Linked DNA regions of Mus musculus: all the other regions are linked to region 1. Evidence: chromatin contacts called from public HiChIP or PLAC-seq data. All regions are on one chromosome and are shown on one strand. Each heading gives the region's core, a stretch centred on a gene start, on an enhancer-like site or on the middle of the called end of the contact. The rest is flanking DNA. Distances are from core to core; before and after follow the strand shown. Region 1 has its middle 20 kb from the start of Gm39238. Region 2 overlaps Tango6 (transport and golgi organization 6). Region 3 overlaps Tango6 (transport and golgi organization 6). Region 4 overlaps Tango6 (transport and golgi organization 6). Region 5 overlaps Cdh1 (cadherin 1).

What was found. HiChIP or PLAC-seq counts read pairs in DNA pulled down with a chosen protein or histone mark.
Region 2: an HNF4G HiChIP or PLAC-seq map of pancreatic cancer cells shows a contact between it and region 1. The contact joins two enhancer-like sites. A contact is called at or near these places in 2 of 115 datasets of contacts at active chromatin or transcription factors (double positive thymocytes and pancreatic cancer cells) and 1 of 9 other capture datasets (embryonic stem cells).
Region 3: a contact with region 1 is called in a FOXA1 HiChIP or PLAC-seq map of pancreatic cancer cells. The contact joins two enhancer-like sites. A contact is called at or near these places in 1 of 115 datasets of contacts at active chromatin or transcription factors (pancreatic cancer cells) and 1 of 9 other capture datasets (embryonic stem cells).
Region 4: a FOXA1 HiChIP or PLAC-seq map of pancreatic cancer cells shows a contact between it and region 1. The contact joins two enhancer-like sites. A contact is called at or near these places in 1 of 484 Hi-C or Micro-C datasets (embryonic stem cells), 1 of 115 datasets of contacts at active chromatin or transcription factors (pancreatic cancer cells) and 1 of 9 other capture datasets (embryonic stem cells).
Region 5: a contact with region 1 is called in a FOXA1 HiChIP or PLAC-seq map of pancreatic cancer cells. The contact joins two enhancer-like sites. A contact is called at or near these places in 2 of 115 datasets of contacts at active chromatin or transcription factors (pancreatic cancer cells and vascular smooth muscle cells) and 1 of 9 other capture datasets (embryonic stem cells).

Annotation. Positions count from the first base shown.
Region 1 is chr8:106,377,259-106,379,958 of GRCm38.p6, reverse strand. No RefSeq gene overlaps it. Among named protein-coding and RNA genes, the nearest start is that of Gm39238, 20 kb to the right of the region's middle. Within about 2 kb of position 1,333, at least 62 of the 459 cell types and tissues checked have an H3K27ac peak or open chromatin away from gene starts, as enhancers often do. A contact at or near this core is called in pancreatic cancer cells, where this site is marked.
Region 2 is chr8:106,716,991-106,719,690 of GRCm38.p6, reverse strand. It overlaps Tango6 (transport and golgi organization 6), which reads right to left. Exons shown (of 18, transcript NM_173037.1): 9 at 1,545-1,721. Among named protein-coding and RNA genes, the nearest start is that of Tango6, 35 kb to the right of the region's middle. Within about 2 kb of position 1,285, at least 113 of the 459 cell types and tissues checked have an H3K27ac peak or open chromatin away from gene starts, as enhancers often do. A contact at or near this core is called in pancreatic cancer cells, where this site is marked.
Region 3 is chr8:106,818,559-106,821,258 of GRCm38.p6, reverse strand. Tango6 (transport and golgi organization 6) reads right to left here. Exons shown (of 18, transcript NM_173037.1): 17 at 2,690-2,700. Among named protein-coding and RNA genes, the nearest start is that of Gm34197, 27 kb to the left of the region's middle. Within about 2 kb of position 1,403, at least 59 of the 459 cell types and tissues checked have an H3K27ac peak or open chromatin away from gene starts, as enhancers often do. A contact at or near this core is called in pancreatic cancer cells, where this site is marked.
Region 4 is chr8:106,835,295-106,837,994 of GRCm38.p6, reverse strand. All of the region lies in intron 17 of Tango6 (transport and golgi organization 6), which reads right to left. The region is part of intron 1 of Gm34197 (a long non-coding RNA gene); the gene reads left to right. Among named protein-coding and RNA genes, the nearest start is that of Gm34197, 10 kb to the left of the region's middle. Within about 2 kb of position 1,279, at least 22 of the 459 cell types and tissues checked have an H3K27ac peak or open chromatin away from gene starts, as enhancers often do. A contact at or near this core is called in pancreatic cancer cells, where this site is marked.
Region 5 is chr8:106,639,814-106,642,513 of GRCm38.p6, reverse strand. The region is part of intron 2 of Cdh1 (cadherin 1); the gene reads right to left. Among named protein-coding and RNA genes, the nearest start is that of Cdh1, 38 kb to the right of the region's middle. Within about 2 kb of position 1,408, at least 52 of the 459 cell types and tissues checked have an H3K27ac peak or open chromatin away from gene starts, as enhancers often do. A contact at or near this core is called in pancreatic cancer cells, where this site is marked.

The DNA of each region.
Region 1 (2,700 bases), core at 84-2,583:
GCCTGCGTTCCATCCCTGAGACCCAAATGGTGGAAAAGGGAAAACTGAATCCCACCAGTTGAATGTTATTTAAAAACCTCTAGGGAAGGTACAAATATTACATTCCTACTTTCTTGTTTCTGCCATTGGCCAGAGCCTTGCTTGGTACCACAATGAAGTCTCATTTGACTCAAACTTGGGGTCCTTTAAGAGGGACAATGTCCTCTTATTTAAACTGTTTATTAGCCCCACTCAGAAATCTGGGAACCTCATGAGGGCTGAGAGGGCAACCTGCTTCTTCTGGTGCTCAGTTGGTTAGCAGCCAGGGCATCTCTCTGATATACAGGGTTCAGGCTGCGCAGACTCAAAGAGAAGCGCAGAGGAAATGTGTAGGTGTAGCTTGTGTCTTGGGGGCAAGACAGTGACAGGAGTAAGAAATGGAGAACGTGACGTCAAGGTTAAGATGAGGAAGCCAGTTTGCAGAGGAAGACTGGAAGCCCTTCTTTACCTGGGCTTCCTCCAACGAACAGAGCATGCTCAGAAAAAAGGGTCCTCCAGGTATAAACAGGAGAGATGTGGAGTATAAAGGACCACACACTGCAGTGGCCAAAGACTTTTTGGGTTCCTTCCTCAGCACATAAGTTCCTTTCCAGTCTCGGGAGTGGTTTTCCTGTTTTGATAAGCTATTTCTATTATATTCAGTTCCAACTTAAACGGAGTGACTTTTTCTCCATCTCGTTCATTCCTGGCAGCTGCCAAGATGTACAGTTTGCCTGCTCTGTTGTTTTTTCTTGCAAAATCTAAATAAAACTGTCCCCAAACTTCCTTGTGATCCCACTTTAAAATTATTTTATCAATGAGATTGCCACCCCCCCCCCTCCCAGGGGAACCTCCGTTTCCCTAGAAACAAGACTATACTACCCTGATCCATGCACCAACATCTGCCGCTCCAGGGGGTGTCAAGGTATCAGGCCTGGGAGAATGTTTGCTATACTAATATACTAAGAACCCAGCCTCCCTCCCCTCCCCGGACCTTCCGCATTCCTCCCTTTCCAGAGGAACACTGCCCTCCCGCCCCCCCTTCCCACCCCCACCCCGCTCCCAGCAGCACCACCAAGGCAGGGCTGCAAGAGATATGCACTACTCCCCTGCCTCCACCTGGGTCCTCAGGAGGGATTTGTTCACTGGGTCCAGAGCTGCTCAGCCTGGATATCTGGCCTAAGCTCAATTGCCTCCTGCTAGACTTTCTTCCTGTGGTTTTGCAGGCTGGCACTACCACTCAGTACCCAGCTCTGACTTAACTATCAAAGGACCGGTGGAATGACCTGGCTGAGAATGACAGCTACAAGCCTAGCCCTGCTCTCTGTGCCAGGCACTGCTCAGCCCTGCACCAACCTTATCTTCTGCACTGAGTCAGAGTCTAGCTGGACTCTAGCCTTAGACGCCTGACAGCTCTTTCTGAGCCTGGGGAGAGCCTGGCCAACAGGAAGGCCTCGTTCACCCAGCAGACCTGACCCAGGCAGTCTCTCTTTGAGACACTCCATAAACAAGGTCAGGTGGTGCTAGTGGCATCTCAGGACAGGGAACATGCCAAGGTAGCAACAGGGACTGAGCCAATGACCCCCAGGAAGCTCCCAGAAGTGCATCCCAGAAAGTCAAGGGTGGATGTCCTGGAATCCCCTGGAGCTTAGGCCAACAAGGTTGACCATTTCTGGCTAGGGCTTTGGTGGCCTGTCTCCCCTCTCTGGGTCTCTGCTTCATCACCTATCAAATGGCAGGTAAAGTGGGTGGCTCTAAGTGCCTTCCTGGTTCTGGACATAGATTCTGAGAACCCAGAGGCATCAAGATTCATAGACAAGTCCCAGGCAGGAAGCCATTGATCCAGAGATACTTTCCTCTCAACCAAACCAAATTCTCCCACTGGCCTGACTTAGACCTCCGGTGGGGAGCTACTCACTGCTGACACTCAGTGTCAACTGGCCGGTAAGTGGCCATCTGAGCAAGAGAAACGGGAAGAATGGCTTCAGTGTATTTCAACCTGGTTCGAAAGACCTGAGCCCCAAGTCTTCACCATCCATGACCCAGGCCAGAGAAGAGGGACACAAACACAGCTGGCAGGTCCTTTGATCAGGGTCCAGCATCAGCTCAATGGGGTGAAATACTGTTTTGTGATCTCCCTATCTAGGTGGCACAGAGATGGAAATGGGCTGCCTGCTTTTACCATGCATCTCCAAGGATTTTTCATCCACAAGCAATCCCCGCACCTCTGCCTGCTGTCCCTCCCTCCTCTGTCCCTTGGCACTGCACACTGTTCTGAAGGTGAACTCTGGTTGTGGCAGGTGTCACTCCTCTGGGTTCATCTGTGGGTTGTGGAGATGACAAGACATGCAGGACTGGTGTTCTGCTCACTGTGTACAGCCAAACAACAACAACCACCACCACAGGAGTCCCTTGTTCCAAAAGCTTGGTGGTGATTACAGCTGAGACTCAACTTTCAGCAAGTGTTAAGACCTCTCCATCCCAGGTTCTAATTTCCCCTCCATTACGTCCCAGTCTTGAAGAAGGACTATCCAAGGGAAACTGAGTTCTCTCTTTCCTAGAAGTTCAAGGATATGGTCCTTGGGACTTCATCAACTCCCTGAGGAATTGGGAGGAGCAGGAGGGGATTTCTGTGCTTTTGTGTTACAGGTGACTGAGCTGCTGGGAGCCATTTCAGGCTAA
Region 2 (2,700 bases), core at 36-2,535, 340 kb before region 1:
GCTTTGGGAACAAATGATTACACACACACACCACATACATATACACATACATATACATACACAACACATACACACATACACACCACACACACACACATACACACACACCACACACACACACACACACACACACACACACACACACACATGAAATTTTCAATTTTTTGGGAACTCTGACTGCTTTAAGTGTCTGTGGGCCCTATTTAAACCCAGGTGTTCATGTAACTTTTGTGTGTGTGTGTGTATGTATGTGTTTGTGTATAATATCAAAAGGACTATACCCCTAACCTGAGCAGACACCCCAGATTTTAAGGAGTGGTTGCTTCTGGCAGTGGATGGAGATTCATTTAATCACTGGTTGCTAACTATATTCTCATCAGGAAGCAAAATAGTAATTTCAGTGAGAACTGTGGGTTTTCATATACATGTGCACTAATTAAGCATGCCAAATAATTCTAAATTCTTACACTCAATGGGCACAGTGATAAAGCTGCTAAAATTCATCAGTTCTCAGGAAGCTTCCATTCATTCTGATAATTCTACTTTAATACATATTTTTTTCTATTTTCGTCAAGTCAATCATATTTGTTTATGTTTTAAATGTTCACTAGATTAATCATGACTATAAAGTTAAATGTAAGCACTTCAACAAGCAGCAACTCTTTGGATGTGGCGGAAGTGAGCAGCTGGACCAGCGACACACTCCATGTGGACAGCCAAGGGAAGCCTAGGTTCTGAGAAAACAGCACCCTCCACAAATCTCAGAAAGCGCAAACAGTCTAAAATACATGCTCACGGCGCTAGGGGCAAAGCTCAGATGCCCAGTGTGCATGCGGCCCTAGGGTCAGTCTCAGCAGGACAAAAATAAAACAAAACAAAACAAAACAAAAAAATGAATAAAATAAAATAAAATACTTGTGAGACATTGGAGAAATAAATGATCCACTCCACTAAAGTCTATTTAGTACGTTCTAATCCATTCTTATGAGAAACAAACTCATTACAAAATTACCAATGACAGTAATCAGACAATTTCCCCTAAGAATAAGGCTGGGGTGGGAGTGGAGGATCTGGGTTTGATTCCCAATATCCACACAGTTCCCAGGGACTGGATACCCTCTGCTCCATCAGGCATGCAAGCAATGCACAGACACAGACAAGACAAATACAGTAATAATCGTAATAAGGCACACATGCATCCTGCTCTTTGAGTCAGAGACAGACTGGACTGACTGCTCGGGAGCTGCGGTGAACATGTGCTGCCCTGTGCTCTGAGTCACTGGCGAACACTGGGCAGTAGCTGGGCTTGCTGCGGTGTAGAGCCGGGAGGCGCCAGCAAACCACACCTACTATTAGCTGGCATCTTGGAATAACACCCAGAGGATCATTTAAGGCTCTGGTTTCTTTAAAGATTATAAATAGCAAGCGCCTTGGCTGCCTGTTTCTGGTTTCCTTTCCATCAGCGCCCCTTAGCGGCTGACTCACAGAACAGTGTCGTATAAAAACTTCTGTCAGGCGTGACAATCGGGGGTTGGTAAGCTCACCTAATGGCCTCTTTGGCGGTAATCACGATGCCACCGTGCGTAGCGGCTCTAAACTGACACTGAGGGTGGAGAGTGGGCACGGTTTTGTCCAACCCCGAAAATCCTTTCAGGCTGGCGATTGCCTTCTTCCTTTCCAGCTTCACCAGAATCCATAACAAGATCTCTTGGCAAAGTGACCTGGTAGATGAAGCAGTTATGAATGAATGAGCTTGTCATCTTATTCCATGAAGCTAGCAAGCTATGCGGGGGGGGGGGGGGGGGGGGGGAAGACACGATGACCGTCAGGTTCCACTTGATCCCAATGCTGCCCGGCCACTGGCTGCTGACACTCGACAGGGAAGCATGCATCTTACAAATTTCAGAGTACAGTGCCCTGGAGGTCACCCAGGGGTAGCTTAACCCTTGGCTCTAGAAGCCACCCCACTCACTAGAAGGGGCTGGGGTAGGCCCATGCTCCCCCGTCAGTCTTTGATGAGGATGGAACGGTGCTATGAGAACTTAATTTTTTTTTTACTTTTTAAAAAGATTTTATTTTTATTTTTAGGCTGGACATTTAGTCTTAACTACAGGGCTGAGTGTCTTTCTTCACCATTAGCAGCCATACTAATGACTGCTCTGAGTTATTGAGCTTATAATTTGTCAGGGACCTTTCTAGGGACTCCAGTTTACACAGTGTCTTCATAGTGACCCAGGAAAGGATGGAACTATAAACTCCTACCATGTGGAAGAAATGCCACAAACGACTGAAAATAGAGCTAATCCAAAAATCAATCTTTTTAAAAATGTATTTATTTAATGTTATGTGTGTGAATGCTCTGCCTGTACTTATGTTTGTGTATCAGATGTCCTGGGACTGCCGTTACAGTTGTTAGCCTCCATGTGGGTGCTGGGAATGGAAGAGCAGCCAGGGCGCCTAAACCGTGGAGCCATCTCTCCAGCCCCTAACTGAATCCGTTTTAAAGTAACACAGAAAGGGGATTGTAGATGACTAAGAAGCCCCTTTCTTCTATACTGAAGACTCTGCATATTAAGGCCAAATTCCAGGTTAAACTATGCAGTCACATCAAATCTGCACTTTTCAAACTTACTCTCCAACACTCCACTTGGGCATCATAAACTCCCACTGGTTTCCCACTTCCCAGAGACAATAAAACGC
Region 3 (2,700 bases), core at 154-2,653, 440 kb before region 1:
GCACAGCTGGCTTGGAGTTTCCGCTTCATCTTTCACTGTGCAAGCCCATCATTTCTCTCTAACTCACACACACATACACATTCTCCTTTGTGTGTGTTCATGTGTGCATACTGTAACTCACACTTGCTAAGGATTCATGAACTAACAGAATTTTTTCTTTTTGGGCCTTAGGGGTCAAAATCAGGGCCTTTAACCACGAAGTATGAGGTTTCCAAGTAAGCTACACTCCACAGCTAGAGTCTCAGAGATCCGCTTCATTGAATGCATGCGGCCCAGGAGCTCCTGTTCTGTAGCAGACAATGAACTTTAACCCCTGTCCCTCCTGCTTCTAGCTTCCAAGTTTTGGGATTACGAGGGTAAACCAACACACTGAGCTTAGATTTCTCCTTACAAAGCTGTAACTTAATATTAAATATATTTTATTATTTATTTGTGTGTAGATGTGTATCTGTGTGTGCCTGAGGTCAGATATATATCCTACTGGCTGAAGCTGGAGTTACAGGAAGCAGGGTGCTGACTAATATGGGTACTGGAAATGAAACTTGGGCCCTATGCAAGAACAGCGCATGATCTTAACTACTGAGCCATGTGTCCAGCCTTTAAACCGACTTTTATTGTTAATTAATTTTAGGCTTATAGAAGATTTTAATATAGAGTCCCGATATTCCCCTCACCCCATCTTCCCAGTTATTAGCAATTTATATGAATAGTGATATTGAGTAGGGACATAGTTTAGTGCAGACTAGAACATGTAAATCAACCCCTGGCCCCAAAAGGAAAAAAAAAACAGCAACAAGAACAACACGGGGACCATGATATATTTGCCAAAAGCTTCACAAGTTGTGTTGTGCTTGAGGTAGGCTCTTGCTCTGTAGCCCAGGCTATCCTTAAACTCATGATCCACCGGCCTTGCTTCCTAAATGCTGGATTTTAAATATCTGACACTAAGCCTAGCCTAAGTTGTTTCTTGAGTGGTTGGTGATTGAGTCTAGGGCTTTTCCTGTGCTGAGTGCTGGGCAGGTGCTAGACCGCTGAGCTACATCCCAGCCCTGTGGATCTTAACTAAGACAGAAAACAGCAAACCTTTCTTTTTCTTTTCTCTTGTATTGTATTGCATTGTATTGTTTTGAGACAGGGTTTCTCTGTGTGGCCTTGGCTGCTCTGCAGACCAGGCTAGCCTGGAACTCAGAGATCCACCTGCCTCTGCCCCTTGGTGCTACAATTAAAGGCGTGCACCACCACCCACCTAACACAGATGTTTCTTAATTCTCATGTGTACAACAGGTTTTCCATAAGAGCTGTGTTTTGTTGAGAATTTATAATTCATTTAATTCTATGAATTGTCAGGTCATGGTGCACGCGTCCCTGAGAACTCCATCACTGCACACTGCTCCTCTAGAGAAGCTTGGTGACTCAGCCAGACCCTTCTCCCCACGTCCTTTGAGTCACTATTAGCCACAGTCCCAATATCCATTTCCTGCCTTCCTTTTTGCTAACTAAACTTTGATTCTGTTCCAAGCAGAAATGTGCCAGCTAACTGCAACATGGAGATACCTTACAGTGGGGAGTGGTTAGGTGAGCATTCTGGCTAATGAATAAAACAAAAGTAAGTTGGGGTGGGGTAGGGGTGGTGATTCTAGGAAACTGCCCCCCCCCCCAAAGGGTGTAAATGTGCCTAGAACTGTCTCTCCTGCTATCCTTGGTTCCTGAGACTTGACAAAAACAGATCCTTACTTGTTGAGGCCACGATAGTCAGGCTTTTAAAACAAGTTCATGCCACATGAGCTCATTCAGGCCAACCCGCACCACAGACAGGGCGCATGAGAAGGCGGGCAGGCAGAGAGGCGCAGCTGAGGGTGACGATCAGGGAAGTGGCCCTTTGGAAGTTCAGCTGCCGGGCTGAACAATGGCAAGGAGGTACTGATGGAGGAAGCATGGCTGTGTGAGGTGGGAAGAGGGTGACTGAGAGTGCCTACATGTACAAACAGGCCTCCGCAACCTGACACGGTAACTATAAGCATGAATAAAGCTGTTCTGTGTGGCAGAACAATCACTCTCACAATGGCTTCCTGGAGGTTTGGTTAAATACTGATGTGCAGGCCACAGATGAGTCTGTGTGTGCCAGCAAGTGAATTATTAATGCAGGCTCTATCTGAAATCAGCTGGGAAGGCGGTTCCATTAGAAGCAAGAAAGAAATTAATTTGAGGTCACTTGATCTAGGCACACATTCGGATGCATAAACTTTCTTCCTATATTAGCTATACACCAGGGAGAGGTCCAATCAAACCCCCTGAAGGAAGAAAAAAGTGCCACAGTGGAAGTATGGACTGAAGTCAGGCCTGGCAAGGAAGCCAGTCTCTGACATGAAGCCTCTTGTGCCTAAGCATGAACAACGGAGTGAGTCAGAAATACCACTCACCAGAGTTCAGACTGCAGAGCACGGTGACTGCACTCCAAGCTCACCTTGGAACCTGCCCCGCGAGAGTGCCAGGACTCAGGGCCTCGGTAAGCCTGTGTGGTTTTCCTGAGTCAGTTACCGTGCAACTCTAATGCACTGCAGAGACTCTAGCTGGAGATGCAAATGATGAAAACTCTGTTGACCAGCTCATATCTAAGAAAAGGGTTGAGCTGGACCTGTACAAGAAGACTGGATATCAGGACAACGGAAGGAAGGGGAGGCGGGCTTACCTCTGTTGCTT
Region 4 (2,700 bases), core at 30-2,529, 460 kb before region 1:
AACACTTCTTATACTTTGTAGGTGATTCTGACGACTTAACAATGATGTATCAACAAGAAACTCAACGTGTGTGTGTGTGTGTGTGTGTGTGTGTGTGTGTGTGAGAGAGAGAGAGAGAGAGAGAGAGAGAGAGAGAGAGAGAGAGAGAGAGAGAGAGAGAGAGAGAGAAAGTCAGAGGTCACTTTTGGAGACCTTCCTCTAGCATACAGTTTGTTGAGGCAGGGTCTCCCACTGACCACTCATTTCTGCAAACCTGGCTGCTCTTGTGACCTGCTTGTCTCTGCCACTGGCTCTTCTGTGGGTGCTGGGGGTGTGAATTCAGATGCCCATGATCTTGGAGCAAGCACTCACCCCCCAAGCAACCTCCCAGCCCCCCAGAATCAGTAATCTAATACAAATAAGGATGAGGCAGCACAGGATAGCTGAAAAACAAAACAATAAAAGACCTAAAAAAGCTGACAGGAGCCTTAGTAGGGATCTACCATTACTTCAATGTCAATGTGTTAAGAGGCTGCCCAAGATGCAGCTAAGTGCCAATGACAAGGCAAAGAGACTTGGACTATATTTCTTGGAATTTTCTTAATTATGAACAAAGAAGTTTTCCCAGAACAGAGAATAGCTCTTACATGTACATTTGTACTGTGTCTCCCAGGCAAGTGAGATGGCTATGCCGTCTCTACAACCTGAGTTGGGTCCCCTAGAACCTACATAAAAGCTGGACTTGGGAGCACGCATTACATTCTCAGCACAGGGAGAGCCTTCCCCAGAACTCCCCACCCCACCAGCTAGCCTACAGTGTGAAGCTCAGTTGAGACAAAAAGAAAAACCTGCCTCAACAAGGTGGCAGGCTTCCGTTTCCTCATTCCAGTGACACAATACCCGCTAACTCAGGAGAACTGGAGACCAGAAGAAAGCCCAGTGGTGAAGCAAAGGGGTCCTGGGAAGCCATCTGTGTCTGAACACATCTCTAACAGTTCACATGTTTCTCCAGTACAGCCTCAGGCTTGGTCAGGTAAACCCTTCAGGAAGAGCAGAGCTGGCCCCTTACTTCTACCTCTGCTGGCTTCGTGACCTGAACATGGAGACATAAGCGTGCTGTGCCCCAGCGTCCCATCTGTGGATAGGTTGGGAGCCTACTTGTCACAGAGTTGCTATGAGGATTTAGGACCTAAAGAGTTTTGAGGTATAATTAGTCATTAGTGAGTGTTAGCAATGTTCAGTGCAGACGCTTGGAGGGTGTGGGCTTCCCCAGGAACCACTGCCTGAGCACACAAACCACAGGGCAATGAACAGTGAGCGACAAGAGGACTTACAGCGTTTATTTACTTTGTGTGGAGGAGACTCAGACCACAGTGCCTGTGGTGAGGTCAGAGAACAACGACCAACAAGGACCTGGTCCTCTCCTTCAGACATTGGTCTGGTGGATCAAATGCAGGCTGTCAGTCTTGCAGCAAATGTTTTGTCCACTGAGCCACCTATCTCCCCAGCCCTCAAACTAAGTAGCTGGAGATGACCTTCAACTCCTGCTCTTTAAAAACTGTTACTTACTTAAAGATTTTATTTCAGCTGGGTGGTGGTGGCACATGCCTTTAATCCCAGCACTTGGGAGGCAGAGGCAGGCGGATTTCTAAGTTCGAGGCCAGCCTGGTCTACAAAGTGAGTTCCAGGACAGTCAAGGCTACACAGAGAAACCCTGTCTCGAAAAACCAAATCCTCCCCTCCCCCCCCCCCCAAAAAAGATTTTATTTGTAGTATGTGTATGACTATCTCACCAATAAATGCACTGAGTAAACGTACTGTGCTATGTGTGTATGCCATTATGTATGTATGTATGACCTTAGAGGTCAGGAGAGGTTGGATCTCATAGGCCTGGAGTAACAGACAGCTGTGAGCCTCCATGTGGGTGCTGGGAACTGAACCTAGATCCTCTGTAAGAGCAGACAGTGTTCTTAACCACTGTGCCGTCTCCAGCCCCTCATCAGCCCCTTCTCTCTTTTTCTCTCTTTCCATATAGGGTTTCTCTGTGTAGCCTCAGTTTTTATGGAACTCCCTCTGTAGACCAGGATGGCCTCTAAACTCACCGAGATCCACCTGACTGTATCCTGAGTGCCACAGCCTGGCTAGCCTCCTCATTTCTCATTCTTGTCTTAATTTTTGTTGAAAATGAACCTTAATTTCTATTAGGCTACCTTTTGTGAATGATGCATACCAGAGTTTACTGGGTTGTCTTGAGCCTATAACAGATGATTAACTTCATAAAATTTTTTCACATTCATTTTCATTCTGTAGAGCTTAACCTGTAACATCATATACCTCCTTATCAACTGGCACTACTGGGAAGTCTAATTCACTCGTGTTTGGAAGCAACCAACATCGTGAGTTAATTTCCCACTGACAATCACCAGGGCCAGAGTCATCACTTTTGTCCTTATGCACAATTGGGGAAATCGGCACCAGAACACTCACAGAAGATGTAGGTGCAGCCAGTCCCTGGGCTGCCTCCCACCCCCACTTCCTACGTTTGTCCCACCTTGCCCAGTCTACCCAGTATCAAACTGGTGTCATCTCACACCACCCCAAGACAAGTGTACTCAGGATTTCTTCTTTTCAGAGGAAGGGATACAGAGGAATGTTTGCCACCCAGACACCTGTCACAGCAGTGTAATTACTTTCGGAGGGAGAAAAGTCCCAAGACTCTCC
Region 5 (2,700 bases), core at 159-2,658, 260 kb before region 1:
ACACCCAGAGGAGTGCAGCAAGGAGAGCCCAGCAAAGGCACAGAAGGGAGAGAATTCACTCAGGCTCATTTAACCCTGACTTCTGAGAGTAAACAGGACAAAGGACACTCCATCATCACCCAGGACTGCCCCCCCACCCCCAGATGTAAGGTCATTCATGCTGACTGTAGACATTGGGGCAGTGATTATCTGCCCAGGTTCTACCTCGCCATGTGTTCCAAGCTCCATGGTAACTCCAGTGAGCCAACTACAATCAACAGGGTAAAACCTGCCATCAGCCTCAGACATGAGACGTGTTAATAGTCTTGCAGCTTGGTGAATGTGGTTAAACACATTCAAGGGTTCAGGCCCCAGTCTTGCCTCTCTTTTACACCACAGCTCACCTCTGCCAAGGGGCACTTCCCCCACTCACCCCCTCAAGAATGTAAGGATTCTTTCTCAAAAAATATGTGGGTTTCTTTCCTCCCAAGAGTTGTGACCCAAGGCAGCTGGGGTAACAAACACATATCAGACAGAGAAGGTAACAGGGACCAAGGTGGGTGGGACTGATTTAATCAAGGATAGCAGGGAAGGCTGGACTTCCAGAGACATGCTCAAGCCACAAGGCACAGGGTAGTGCAGAAGACCCACCCAAGCTCCTTGTGCCTGTCACAGCCTGGGTGCTGCACAGAAGAGCCAGGTGAGAACACAGCAGATGTGACCACAGTACTGGAATTGAAGTTACGGTAGCTGGTAGGTATTGAAGTCTACATAGGCTTGCAACCAGCAATGGCCCCTGTTCCTTCAGTTCAGAAGAGCTAAGATCTCCTCCATCTAAAGAGCCAAGATCGCCTCCATCTACTTGTCCTTCATGTCAAGACCAAGGAAAAGAAACAGCAGCTTGAAGTCATTTTCCTCTCCAGGCCCCTCTTAGACAGTCCAGTGTCCACAACCCAGGTTTCAATGTTCCTGGAGGCACTGTCCGGTGAGGAGGCAATTCTTTTAAGAGAAACTGAAATCCGGTGCAAGAAGATGGGGAATTTGTCCCTACCTGCTGTAATAGGGATAGGGTGGGGCCAGAAATGGGCCTGAAGAGCTGGCTCAGTTTTTAAGAGCACTTAACTTCTCTTCTGAAGATGTGGTTCAAATCCCAGCACCCTCCCCAGGTACCTCACATCTGCCTGTAATTCTAGTTTCAGGGGATCTGATATCCTCTCTTCTGGCCCAGCTGACACCAGCAGACAAAGGGAGACACATACAGGTTTAAAAAAAAAGAAAGAAAGAAAAAAAAAAAAAACCTTTGGCTTTCATGCCAAGTCAGGGCTGTGGTGTCCTGGCTTTTAGCTGCAAGCAGACAATACCACCGCACCCTACTGCCTAAATACAGGGGTGCTCTCTGGCACTGCCACTGGCTACAGCCCACGGAGCATTCCTGTGGCTGTTTGGGCGACTCCACGACTTGTTTGCTTATTGATTAGGAAGGAGGCTGCTTCTCTACTTTTCCCTTCTGTGGATTTTCCCAAGCCCAGAGAGAATCCTGTTCTAAATTCCATACAGCTGAGTCCCCCACCCTCAACCCCTGCCACCCCCCGACAAAAGGCAGGCAGGCAGGCCTGAGTGCCGCTGAGCCAGGCCCTCCTAGCCCTCTCTAGTCCTTAATGTAGCCTTATGAGCTCTCAGGCCTCCAGTCCCACTCGGGGACTAAAGCATGTTGACCAAAATGCCTATAATCACCCTCTCGGATCTGGTGTACAGTGCACATACTGTCCTGGTGTGCTTTGAAAACTACCCAGTCCTGGGTCCTAACTCCAACTAACTCAATACAGATATCCAGAGATGGAAGAGCCCAGGAATTGGCAGATCTTAAATTTTCTCCAAGCTCCTATAGAATCCAATGTGAGCAAAGAATCACCAATAAATAAATAAATAAATAAATAAATAAATAAAGTAAGTAAGTAAGTCATTGCATCAGGCATAAAGAGGGAAACATGACTCAGCAAAGGCTCAGAGATGTTAAATGCCTCTTCCAAGGTCACACAGCATAAATGGCAAGAGTAGGGCTCAAACACTGGTTGAATATAGACGACTCCCACACAGTCTTTCTCCAGCCTGACCTGCTGGGTTTGGGGAATTTCCTTCACTCCCTTGTCCGGGAATGGAAAGTGAGAACATAGTCCTTCCACTTACTAACCCTGATGGCTGGGTTCTAAAGTGACGGCACTCCGTCAGGACGTCTATTTTGCACTCCGACTGGGATTTGGCTTAGTTTTGAATATCAACAGCAATGCCTTCTGTATGTGCGTGGGAGGGAGTGTTACAAGGTGAAACTGCAGCGTTAGCTAACATGCCAGAGTGGAGATAGCAGATGCTGAATGACACAAAAGACCACACAGACCCCGTGCCATTCCTTTGTCACACTCGAACGTCCCAGATCAAAAAGATCTACAGATAGGACTTGGGAGATGGCGGGTGGCAAGGGGCACATTCCTTTTTAATAACTAAATATATGTTATATTTTTTTCATTTTCCTCAATGTGTGAGTGTTTTAGCTCCATGTCTGTCTGTCTGTACACCACATGGATGCTTAATGCCACAGAGGTCACAGAAAGGCATCATCAGATCCCTTAGAACTGGGGTTATAGATGGTGGTGAACCACCATGTGGGCGCTGGGAACAGAACCCGGTTCCTCTGTGAGAACAGCAAACGCTCTTACCTGTTGA